3 separate regions of the Mus musculus genome follow, and all the other regions are linked to region 1. A link is a contact called in public HiChIP or PLAC-seq data. All regions are on one chromosome and are shown on one strand. Each heading gives the region's core, a stretch centred on a gene start, on an enhancer-like site or on the middle of the called end of the contact. The rest is flanking DNA. Distances are from core to core; before and after follow the strand shown. Region 1 overlaps Gm31870 (a long non-coding RNA gene). Region 2 has its middle 14 kb from the start of 4930503O07Rik. Region 3 has its middle 62 kb from the start of 4930503O07Rik.

Region 1 (4,198 bases), core at 1,209-3,708:
GTTAGTGTACATGCCATTGTATAGGGAATGAGCGCCACTTCAGATCTGCCCTGTGGCTTTGTATCCTTCCCACTTGGGATACCACAAGCAGCTCCGTGGAGTGCCCATACCTCTAACTAATCAGATATGAAGGGGGAGATGCTTACAACCACTCTGTGATTTCTCCGAGTTATAGCATAGCTATAAAGTTTGTAATTACAAAGCACTCTATAACAAAGGGCAGTGTAAATGGTGCAATGAAGAGCACCCTACAGTGAATTCCAGACAAGCACCAAGAGCCCAGCTGAGTCATCCACCTATCAAATGGACAACAGTTCAGTAGCCTAGTCAGGCTGACCGTGTCTGAGGTTTCCATGGAGATCTGGTTAAATGCCCAGAGACCAGCCCTGGCCTTTAAGTACAGGTACTGAGGTGAGACACAGTGTCAGATGAAGGCCAAAGGCTGGTGATCTCTGGCCTTGTACCTCTCTCTTACTGTTCTGGGGGTCAGAAGCTGATGGCCTCTGGAGATTTAACTCTTTCTTGCTATTCTGTGGCTAAAAGCTGCTTACTTCTGGTAATTTGACTCAAGCTGATAGCAGCAGGGGGATTAGAAAAAAGGCTTAGTTTCTCTGTAGCTCAAGGGCCCCAGGGCCAGAAGAGAGGCTTGAAGTTCATTAACTCATTGTGAGCCAGAGAGAAAAGAAGAGGAAGAAAGGGAGGATTCAGCACACACATAGACACACACACACACACACACACACACACACATACACACGGGTCAGGCCCAACACCTGTCTCAACAATTCCACAAATGTTCATGCATACTTACATACATACACATATAACTACACAGATATGTATGTAAATACAGACATATACATTTGGTGGATAGGGCTGAGTTCCGAATGCCACACTTTATTTATTTTCAGCCTTCGTATACCTTTTTAGACAAAAGTTCCTTATAAACTTACCTTATAGATGAAATGTTACACAAAAGGGGAGTTACAGAAAGATGTGGATAGTAAGCTCAAAGCAGTGTTTCATTCTATAAGCTCATTATAAGTTCAAAGCAACAGTTTCACATGACCTTGCTTTTTCATAGTGCACACCTGTAGCCTCATCCTTGGACCTGACCTAGAATGAATGATTTTTCCTTGATCACAAATCTGTCCCAAGACTATTATTTCCCCTTTTAGTGTAATTGTGAAAGCTCATTATATTCCTTATTATGCAGCCTTTACTTTCTATTCTGTGAGGAGGGGGCACATTCTAATCTTGATTCTAACTTTTTATTTTTCTGAGACAGGGTTTCTCTGTATAGCCCTGGCTGTCCTGGAACTCACTTTGTAGACCAGACTGGCCTTGACCTCAGAAATCCGCCTGCCTCTGCCTCCCGAATGCTGGGATTTAAAGGCATGTGCCACCAGGCCTGGCTTGATTCTAACTTTTATTAAGTCTCTTTGGCAAAACAACTAAAATCATCTCCTTAAACTCTTTTCTTAAAATTATTTGAATCAAATCAGGAATGTTATAAAGTCATTAGTTAATCTAAAATGCACTAATTCGTGAAAGTTCATCTTCATGTTGATCTGAAGGAAATTTGCCTAATATGGTGGGCTGATGCCCAGGAATCATTAGGCTATGTAATAGTGACAGGAAAGGCACATCAGCAGCAAGAAGCAATCCTGGGACAAAGTCTCTAAGAATCCTGCGTTCTCAGAGCTCACCCATTGTAGCCATGCAAAACAGTGAGCTATCTCCAGAAAATGTACTTGCTTACCATAGCCTTTCTAAGATGTCACCTGACAGGTACGCACAGCCCACTGGATCATGGGAGGATGAGGCTGGAGGTTCCATACCTGCACCATCATAAGCTGTCCAGGTAGCCCCCAGTAGCCAAGTTTTTCAAAGGTTCCTCTGTGCCTGAACCAGGCACAAGCACCAAACACTCCTTCCTAGGTCACAAGTAATCATTAAAACATTTCTCAGAAGCCAACATTGAGTATCAAGCAGAGAAGAGAGGGAGAGTAATAGGCCACAGCTAAGTTTATGGGGGACTGAGGCCTGGGAGAGACCAGCAGGGTGGCCCTCTCCAAGGAGCTCCAGTCTGGGGAGACAAGAACAGCAAAGAGTCAGGATGTTTGTAGCCTAGGCATCTTTCTCTCTCCTCCACTCTCTGGTGTTTAGTAATCAGGGCCAGAAAGGAAGCAGGGAGAACAATCTAGCATTCTGATTACAACTATCAAATCACTACCCAGGTTGTCTCTGTTATTCTTAAAGTCAGTGTGGCCCACTGAGCCCATGATTTTCACGGGAGCACTGCCAGTGTGGGTTGAGATAGGGCCTGAGATCAGGTCAATGGCCTGGCAAGGGTGTATTAACCAACTCTTGCCCACTTGTTACCTGGGACTCAAGGCCAATCACCCTAATCTCCATTTACTGACACTTAAGGGACTTGCATATTTGCTCTCCTGCCACTAGGTGGCGCACACTGCGACCGGGAATTCAAAATAAGATATTAACCATGGTAGTAAACAGTCCCCTGTCTCTGTGCGTTCATTCTGATAATAAAATCAGTAAATCTCCAGTTCATTCCCTATTTCAATCCCAGCTTGCGCCGTGTGCAAGCACACGGCTGAAATGCCTGCCTTTCGGAGGATTCATAATGGCTTTGCTAATCATGCAAGCCCAGTGTCTCCAGCATGTTGGGAGGGGGCTTTTTTGCATGCATGATCGGACTTGAACTCACCGAGCCATGCACGCAGAGTCTTGTCCTAACGGCCCCCTTGCATCCCCTGTAAATGAAAACAGCGCACATGAGCCTCTGAGACAGGGCAGTATTTTAAGGTACTCAACAAGCGACAGGCATGCCCCCAGTTCAGGCTCCTTGGGACCTGACGCTGTGACAGCTGAAAGGCCAAGGCTGTTGGGCTTGAATCACAGGCACAGCTTTGCTGTGATTGGCACACCCTGTGGGAGTCTAGACTGTTCATACTAAAAAGAATCAGACTATCTGGCTCTTTGTGCAAAACCAGCACATCCCAAGTCACCCTCCAGGAAGAGGAGTGTGTGAGGATGTGAGTGAGGACTGGGCTAGTAATTTGGTGGGTTGAGGCTGGCGAGATGAACTGAAAACCCACTTGTCTGAGATTATTTTCATTTGCCTCCTGGTGTTAGAACTCAGGCTGAAAAGAGCTGGTTCCTTTTAATAGTAAAGGATTTTCACCCAGCATGGATGGAGTTCAGTGCCTGTCTTCCGTAGGCAGGTAATGATATACTGCAGAATTCATTGTTTTCTGATGAGAACTCCAAAATACACACATTTCTATTTCGTGAAATCAGCGTTAAGGCCCACCATGCGTTAGCTCAGAGAGGAAGTGTCCATCAGCACACTGATGTTGGGACTACTTCTCAGCTAACAAGTGGGGCTGGGGTGATCCATTGTGTGACAGTAATTAAACAGATCAGGTGAAAGTTATGACTCTTACATTCAAAACCCTGCTATTTGTGTTACTTACACTTAACTGTAGAGCTGGGAAGGAAATTAATTTTGTATAATTTTCGAAGACAATTCTAAGTGTCAGTGGAGATTTTCTGAAACTGTGAATGCCCCCCCCCCCAAAAACCCCTGAAATGAACTTTAGTCCAGTTCCCTGTGTCTGGCACTAAGGTGAGCCTGTTCTGTCTGTCTCCCTGGAACCATATGTCCTGAACCTCCCAGTGCTAGCCTCAGGTGCTTCCGGCAGCATGACCTACTACCTCAGAACACAAGGTGCCTAGTGAGTGCAAATTCTGCAAGGAAGCTCGCAGAGCAGACAGCAAAATCTCCACAGCCTCATTTCATCTGTGCCCCAAGCAGACTTCAGAAAGCAATAAAGACTGAATGTCTAAGGACTTAAAAGAAATACGCTGTTATCATCATCAATTTATGAAACTCCCACAAGGAAGCAGACATGTACAGAACACACAAACTGTACCCGTGGCCTGGAACAAAATGCTGAAACTGGATATTGCTTTTCTCAAGCCTTTTCTCTCCTCTCCCTCTTTAATTCTTTTTCCTCTTTCTCTTTTGCCATGGAGTTAAAGGGTCTTCCTGGCCATAAGCACTGGGAGGGGACTCTGAATGTAACAGTTCATGAGATGCTGAAGTGTGAGCCAGTGCCAAAAACCAGGAAAGGGTATGGGCTGCAGGAGAAAGGAAGAAAGGGGAGTAGGG
Region 2 (4,198 bases), core at 1,094-3,593, 510 kb before region 1:
ACCCAGACCCATTTATTTCCACCTGACTGCAAAGCCCTAATATATGCATATTTTAATAACTCTTAGGATGTTAAAGTGACACGTTTTGAATATACGCTCATTCATGATGACTACATCTCCTGCCTCATTTCATCCTGAGGTTCTCTAACATTTGGAAAAGTCACGGAATTTTAAGGATGGGAGAAAGCTACACCCTGTACTTGCTGTCCCCTGTTTCTCTACTGGCATATGAGAGGTTTAGTCCCTGGCTCTCATCCCAGAAACAGTTACCTCCATGTCCTGAGGTTTCTAGGCATCTTTCAATCTCTCAGTTATTTTCAGTCCTCTCGTGGGGGCCCCAGGAAATGCCACATGCTGCCTTCTGTTTCTCTTCTGGGAATATGGATGTTGATTTCAGATCCAACTAGACCTCCCACCTCTCTTTTCTCAGTATGAGTCCACATCAAACTGGGATGTCCCTCCCAAGCTGCCTACTTTTACCTGCACAGGTAAGGCTGACTTCTCTCTAGTCTGAAATTACTAGCTTCTTCAGAATGTACACTAGTTGCAACTGAACTCTGAATCAACTGTCCTCCAAGATCAGGTCAGGTGGAAATAAACAATACTTGAGGTTTAAATTAAGAGCACAATGAAAGAAATTTCTATTTTCTGCATATGAGTTTGTAGTATCTCCCTATCTTCCTGGCTCCCTTTTGCTTCCATTCCCACCTGCTTCTGCCACCATGATCTCCATCTTCCCTCTTCTCTAGACTTGGATGGAGCAATCCTTCTCTTGTTCTTCAGTCACTTGCTTATGACTTTCTCATTACGCCAAGATTCCTGAAGGACTTAATCTCTGATACGAACTCTTAATCTCTGATATGGCCTGGGCCTTATGAACCAGAGGCCATAATTTAAATGGATTTAAAATTTTAAAAATCAGAACTTACTGTTATTTTTCTCTCTTTACATTAGTGTTGCAATAATTTTACTCTTCCCTGGGGCAAGGTAAGCCCCTGGTCTAATGAGAGGGGGAGGCAAGGGGAATCTTGGGTGTCATCTTCAAAAACTAATGTGGCAATAAAAGAATGCAGAAGACAGTAGAAAGCAGGGGCGGCATTCCTTGGGCTTCTTACTCAGTCATTCAATAAATATTAGTTAAATACTTGCAGCATGCTGTCTGTGGAACTGCATAAACAGCAATAAACAAGGCAACAGGCAGGCTGCTGCTTTCACCGAGCTCTTACATCCTGTCTGGGGGTGACTGAACACAAAAACAAATGTATCAGGTAATTACACAGCAAGGACTAAGCAAAGAACTCAGCGTCACATAGCACAGGGAATAGGACAGGTAGAGACTAGAGACCGTATCTGCTGGGTAGGAAGAGTCTCTCTGAATTTAATTTCACAGCTCAGGAGCAGAAGTTCGGCTTGTTTACCTGACTGGAAGCTAAGAAGCTAAGAGTCCAGTACTCTTCCCTTCTACTACCCAACAATGGCTTCCTCTTGCTCTTGGGCTAATAGCTGCATTAAAATCTGAATGATGACAATGGGTCAATAGAGCAAAAGCCTGGGGAAGAGCATTCCAGAAGAATGCATTCCAGAGTATTTCCAATGGGCAAAGCCTGCTCTCGGTAAAGATAGGAGCAGGAGGAAAACGAAATGCGTGGAGCATCGCTTGTGAAAAAAAAAATTAAGGAGTTGGGAGAGGATTTGGAGACTTGCCATTATCTTAACAGTTTCAGTCTCAGCCCAAGAGCGAGAGGAAACCGTTGTTGGGTAGTAGAAGGGAAGAGTACTGGACTCTTAGCTTCTTAGCTTCCAGTCAGGTAAACAAGCCGAACTTCTGCTCCTGAGCTGTGAAATTAAAACAGTCTGCTTGCTCACTGAGTGACCTGTGAGTTAGAAGGAAGCATTCAGTTCAATCCCATCCTGTCTGCAGCTTGCAGAGGCTGGAGTAGAGGTTGGCCCAGCATTAGGCCCAGTGGTTCACAGAAGCAGCGTCCCTGCTCTCTGTGCTCTTGGCTCACCAGTGTTCATTCAACATGAGGAGGGATATGATCTCCTGAGGCACAGTGCCTGTAATGGTGACCAATTTCAACATCTATTTCTCTTCCTCCTTTCCCTCCATCTGAAGCACCTAGGGGGTGGGGGTATGCCCAGTGAAATTGGTCCTCTGGAGCCACTGGCAAAGATGGCCGGAAATCCAGTTATTTTCTCTAAGGGGATGTTTCCCAGGTGTGGAGGGGGCTCTCTTCCTTCTCTGTTGTTTCCTGAAAGCGTTTATCCTAGTGTAAGGCACATCCCTGGGAATCAAAGAACCTTTGTTGATTCAGAGACTGATTGATTCTGGGGGACTTGAGTACATTTGTAAATATCCTTTGAGGATGATGCATCCCACTGGAATAAAGCACCTCATGTTTTATTCAGTTCTTCCCCAATATGCAAATGTGCAGGTGCCCCGACGGCATATAGATAACATCATTACACACACTCACATTCGCACACCAAAGAAAAGGCTGCGCACACAGAACACACAATTAGACGGAGATTGCCTTTGAGAAATCTATCGGGTTAACATGAGGATGATTGGCTCTGTGGGCAGACGCTGACGTCCGCATCTGCAGAACAGTCTTCTCTGCATCCTCAGGAAACAGCAGTCTTTGCTGCTGCCACCGCTGGCGCAGCTAGATAGCCTGGGGCTGTAGGGACAAGGAGGCAAGCAAGCCATTTTCCATCTTAGTACCACACTTCTATACTGTGTGACCCTAAGCTAGTCAGAGGAACTTCATCTTCTAAAGTGAACCAAAACAAAAGCAAAACCACAGGGGTAACTTGATTTAGAATGAAATGTCCAACAAGATCATGAAATCATATAAATGGTAGTAAGGCAAAATGCCATAGGCCCTGAGACGCAGGCTGGTTTCGTGGGGCCCCTGGCAAACTACAGTGGCCCAACCCTGCAGGGATAAAAAAAAAAAAAATTACGACAGTGTTTGTAATGTGATGGAATCAGATCACTCGGTCCACTTCAAATCGCTATAAAAAGCATATAATTAACTTTCACTATTTTACATCCCCTTACTATTCAGCAAACAGCTGTTGCCAAAGTTCTGAGTGAATCTCGATTTCCTCATCTTATGCCTTTCCCCCCAATAATTGTATGCCCCTGTCTCTGTCATCTAGGAATACGCTGCCGCCTTTGAATACTGTTTATGAAGATGTGAGGAGTCACTTTCATTCTTCCTTGCTCTTTCCATTGTATTACATTCCGTCTGATCCTCTTTATTTATTCTCGTGTTTTTAAATATCAAGATCATGTGTAGATGCCCCAGACATGTGAAACAGAAAGTTCTCTTTAAAAGTTAAATTTTATGAAAATTAAAAATGTTACATAAAATTAAAAGAAATGTTTATTATTAAATATCACCAGCACACTTTAAAATCAAGAAATATTGAAGTAAAATGAACATTAAATGCATTTAGCTGAGGTGAATTCCCTTTTAATTTTTATCTTTGTTTTAATTATCATCTTGAAATATGTAAGTGATATATTCAACATTTAATGGTTAAAATATATTCAAAGTCTTCCCACTCTGGTCTCAGCTATATTCTTTAGCTGTGATGGACGTGTGGCCACTTCAGGAGAGTCTAGCACATGTGATGATAAGACCATGCATACATAAGAAGCATATGAGTTGTATGAGCATGGATATATCAGCTACTATTGCACACATGAAAAGTGCATTCAAAAGACCACTCTGCTTTTTATTCTTACTTTGTACTTTATGAACTTCTTATGAACCTTGTTCTTGTGTGCAGCCACATGATACTGTGTGGATGCCTCATAACCCGTGTAGGTAATTTCTTGCTGACAAACACAGGCTACCATTCTCCATCACAAACATTCTTCACTGAACTTCCCTGTGTATACATCTTTGTTCTCATGTGCAAGTCTGTCTTCAGAGTAATGAGTTTTCAGCAGTGACTAGCAGGTATACAAAATACATTACACACCAGCAGTGTCCACTCACAGATGGCTCCAGTTTCTACTGTCCCTCTTCACTGTCCTCAGCAGGACAATAGTGTCATCACTTTATCTGTGACACTTTGATAAAGATTCTGTCTTTATTATGTTTTCTTCACACTTGTCTATACCTTGAGTAAAGCTGAGCACCTCTTACGATTTTCACAGCCAGCTGCATTTCCTTTTCCTAGA
Region 3 (4,198 bases), core at 597-3,096, 460 kb before region 1:
GGCTTACTGTCTGTAACTTCAATCTCAGGACTTTGATGCATGCAGTGAACATAGATAAAATGCAAGCAAATCACTCATACACATGAAATAAAAATAAATTAGTTCCTTTAAAATAAACTAAAAACAATGCTAAATCCATTGTTAAAGAAAGTTAGAAAGTGCAGTGAGGGCACTGTGCCATGAAGGTCAAAGAGGTGGAAACAATGAGGATGGTTGAGAAAAATCTAAGCATCTTAGAGGCCTTCACATCTGATTAAAAAGGCATACAAGGCCAGCTGGGATTAAAATGATGCCAACATCTTTGTCTTTTCATGTACATGGAGAGTAAAATAAAATTAAATTACTTTTATAATCAAAGCACAAAACAAACTGCAAATATCTTAAAGATCTAAATGTGAGCAAATCCTTTAAAAACTAGTTATGTCTAATACAAAAGAAACAGCAAAATGTCACAATAGGACACCATTGTAACTATATCAACAAAAACAGAAATCTTCAAGATAAGAAATTTCTGTGCAACCAGAGACACCATAAACAAAATTAAGATACTCCACAAAATGAAGCATTATCGCACATGTAGCAAGCAAAACACTGACATTCAACTATAAGGAAACTCTTGCAAATCAATTTATAGAAACAAATGGAAAAATAAATGGAAGATGCAAAATAACAATTCTGAGATGAAATTCGAGGTAAAATGAATGTGGGAATGAACTCTGCCTACATGCCTGTAGTCAGAATGATTCAAGTAACACTACTATGACATATTCTTTACCACCACCCAACTAGCAGAGGTCTTTAAGTTAGAGGGTACCAAATGGCAGTAAGAAAGAGGAAAAATAAGAACTCTGAAATACTGCTGGTGAAAATACAAATTGTTACAGGTATTTTGAAGATCAAATTTGGCCATATCTAGTAAAATTCATGACTATGTCCTGGCAACCTGACAATTCCACATTAGTACAGAACTGGAAGAAGGTCTCTCTCATGTGCATGCATGCCAACAAGTGTCTGTGTTTAGGGTTTAGAAAGAACTATTAAAAAGAAAAGATTAAGAAGGTAAGAGAGAAGGAAGAAAGGAGGGAGAAGTATACTGGGGAGCAGGATCAGACAGCACAACAGGGTAAGACTTCAAGCCCAAGTGTTTCCAACACCTTGCTGTAGCTCCCAATTATTTCACATGGAGTTGGTTATCTGTGCACCAGCTGGTTCCTCAGGATGTAGCTTGTGACCCAAACTGTCATCCATACCAACTAGTGAAAAGATTTACCACAAAATCTGTTCCCTGGAAGCATGTTGACTACAGCATAAATGGCATTCTCCTCACAGTTCTCAAAGGGGAAAATAGAATTTTGCCAGCCACTTGGAAGATTATTGCCGGTCTAGAAAAGGTAACCAAGTGGCCTGTGATGGCTAGTTTATCCACAATATGTCACGGCATCCCAACTGCCTGTATGACATCTGCTTACACAATGGATCCTGTAGACAAACAAAAACTATTAGCAAGTGGGTACGGGGGCGGGGGGGGGGGCAAATACTTTCCATTGAGAGGCATTGAGAAGACATAACTCTAAGTCTTACAGTGAGAAAATCTGCTCTCACCCACAGCCGGGTGGAAAGGACCATCAACACTCATTTGGACTCTGAGTGCCCTGGCAGGAGAGACAGAAGGCCATCCTGTTAAATCATTTAATCAGCCAAGGTGGGCAGCTGCCTCACAGATAATGCTGGTGGGGGACAATGAAAGACAGATGATTTACCAATTAAATGCATCAGGCTTCCCAAACTCTGGGCCCAAGGACTGGAGTGCCATGTGTTTCTGCCAGACGCAGATCTGTCTTCATAAGCAAATTAGGCTTCAAGTTTGTAACTCATATGTCCAACCCCCTCCTTTACCTCCTCCCCCTATGCCCACACAAAGAGGATCGCATGTTAATGAACAAAGCTCAGACTTTTTCCATTTCTCTGCTTGTCAAAAATCTCTTTCACCTTCACGACCAGCAGTAAATCACACGTTCTGCTTGAGCAGGTGCTCAGGAAAAAAGAAAGAAAAACCACCAAATGGCTATCCTAGGAAAGAGGGCTTTTCAGAGGCTAGGCATTCAGTGTGCTGTAAAGCAGGAATGATAGCTTGCGTGCAAACAGTGAAGCTCATTCTGGCCATTCTTCCAGAAATGCAGCGTCTGGTGCAGACCAGGATTCAAAAGCAAGTCCAAGCACCAGCTCGTCAGGCAGAGCAAGGCTGACAGGAAGATCAGGAGCAGGAACAGCCAACATTTAGAGAGGAGCTCCCAATGGGTTTTGAGCTCCCACAAGCATTTATTATTCTTAACGTATTTGTGTTATGAGTATTTCACTTTATATTTTTAATATTACTTTCATTTGACAGATGGAGAATCAGAGAAGTTAAATGTTCTTCCTAAGTTCACACAAAGAAGACTTGTTATTAAAAATTGGAGGATTTTCAACTTATATATTATCTTTCCAAGATTTCTAATTCTGAAATTTTGTGAATATAGATAGAAACATCAGGAAACCATGGAGACGCTACTTGAGATGACTCAGTTTCTGTTATTAGAAAGAAAGATAAAAATTGGGTGTGGGAGATTAAATATCAAAAAATGAAAAAAAATACAAATAAATGAAAATAGAACCAGAAAATTTAAAGAGGAAAAAGTGAATAAAAAGAAATACTCAGAGATTTGGAGTAAGAATATTTTCTCACTCTAGTTTTGCTCAAAAAGACAAAACACAAGACACATACTATTTTGTCTAACTGACTGACTAACTAACCGACTGACTAATTAGTTGATTAACTAATGGATTGATTGATTGTAGAAAAGATATACAGTCATATAATGGAGTTCTGGACATTGAAATACCAGCTGATGAACCAGACAAAAGGAGATTCCTGCCTAGTTAATGTTCCCAAACATAGATGTATATGTAGAACTCTCAGCCAAGTAAGTCTTAGGAGTGATTGATCTCAAAGACACAGCATTCCCAATGAAAAATGGAATGAAGAGAGCTTACTCTTTAGTAGAGCTGGTAGGAGCCTTCTGTCCATCTCAGCATCTTGGCATGGTTTGGAATGACAGACACTGGGAAAGAAAGAGGCCACAGAGTGCTGTGCTGGGTCCCTCTCAGGGGTCTCCAGGGATGGTCTTGTCGAGATCTGCCTTAGGCATCTGAAAGGCTGTGTCCTGCAGGGAAGGATCCTGAACTTTATTATTCCATCACATCCATCCTCTAGAGATGCTGCTAGTATCTTTGTAACTACATGGCCCTGAAAACTGATGTGCATAATTTTATGTAACACTTCTTGTCATCTTCATCAGTTTTCTAAAGGACATTTTTTTTGAGTTAGGAAAAATATGGAAAACTTTATATTGTTTAGGTTCTAACTTGAAGACAAGAATTAAGGGTGGATCAAAAGACGTACAATAGTCTTCACATGCCCTGGCAGTAACAGACAAACCATTGATACTGTAATACATATGAGATTGCCTTTTAAGGGAATATTTTGAAAATAGCACAGAAGAAAGTTCTCCAGTATGTCTGAGCCAGTGAGCCTATGAGCAGAGCCCAGGCCATGAGAAGAAGCTGAGGTCTCTCTCATTAACTTCATGTGAGCTTTGTAAAGGAGGCACTTAAAAAAATAAACAAAGATGATATCAACATGATGGGGGAGGCGGTTCATTGGCATCTACTGTCTGGAACAGGGGAACAGGAGTCCCGCATCAGCCCTGTTTACCTTTTATACTGATATTTCTGCCAAAATTTGAGAGATTATTTGATGTTGTCAGAACAGAGGCTGGGAACACAGTGTTCTCCTGCTGTGCACAAAAGGTGGTATGGCTACCATGGGGTGCCTTAGAGTACAGTACAGGGTGTGTGTGTGTGTGTGTGTGTGTGTGTGTGTGTGTGTGTGTCTGTGTGTGTGTCTGTGTGTGAAAGACCTGAAAGTATTCTGCAGAAAAACCTGAAGATCATCCAGAGAGATAAAAGAATGAATGTGGAGTTAATGGTGTTTCTGTAAACACAAAAGGCACAGAGTTCTAGCATATACCGGATGAAAGGAGACAAGTACTGAGGCACACACGGGCACTGTCTAGTAAAGTCTGAATTTCAAGGAAAGAATTTTAAGAGCATAAAGGCATTGCTTCTGGCTCTGCTGCTAAGTAGCTGCTTATAGTAG

What was found. HiChIP or PLAC-seq counts read pairs in DNA pulled down with a chosen protein or histone mark.
Region 2: a contact with region 1 is called in an H3K4me3 HiChIP or PLAC-seq map of embryonic hindbrain, with 10 times the contacts expected there. The contact joins two enhancer-like sites. A contact is called at or near these places in 1 of 39 promoter capture datasets (the 3T3-L1 cell line), 19 of 484 Hi-C or Micro-C datasets (the AML12 cell line, ECoMG-derived neutrophils, cochlea and 15 more), 5 of 115 datasets of contacts at active chromatin or transcription factors (embryonic basal ganglia, embryonic forebrain, embryonic hindbrain and 2 more) and 1 of 9 other capture datasets (embryonic stem cells).
Region 3: an H3K4me3 HiChIP or PLAC-seq map of forebrain shows a contact between it and region 1, with 5 times the contacts expected there. The contact joins two enhancer-like sites. A contact is called at or near these places in 6 of 484 Hi-C or Micro-C datasets (cerebellum, cortical neurons and uterus) and 4 of 115 datasets of contacts at active chromatin or transcription factors (differentiating embryonic stem cells, embryonic basal ganglia, embryonic forebrain and 1 more).

The regions. Positions count from the first base shown.
Region 1 is chr1:193,701,536-193,705,733 of GRCm38.p6, reverse strand. Gm31870 (a long non-coding RNA gene) reads right to left here. Exons shown (of 4, transcript XR_001779912.1): 3 at 2,732-2,777. Among named protein-coding and RNA genes, the nearest start is that of Gm31870, 48 kb to the right of the region's middle. Within about 2 kb of position 2,458, at least 10 of the 459 cell types and tissues checked have an H3K27ac peak or open chromatin away from gene starts, as enhancers often do. A contact at or near this core is called in forebrain, where this site is marked.
Region 2 is chr1:194,206,641-194,210,838 of GRCm38.p6, reverse strand. No RefSeq gene overlaps it. Among named protein-coding and RNA genes, the nearest start is that of 4930503O07Rik, 14 kb to the left of the region's middle. Within about 2 kb of position 2,343, at least 24 of the 459 cell types and tissues checked have an H3K27ac peak or open chromatin away from gene starts, as enhancers often do.
Region 3 is chr1:194,158,814-194,163,011 of GRCm38.p6, reverse strand. No RefSeq gene overlaps it. Among named protein-coding and RNA genes, the nearest start is that of 4930503O07Rik, 62 kb to the left of the region's middle. Within about 2 kb of position 1,846, at least 27 of the 459 cell types and tissues checked have an H3K27ac peak or open chromatin away from gene starts, as enhancers often do. A contact at or near this core is called in forebrain, where this site is marked.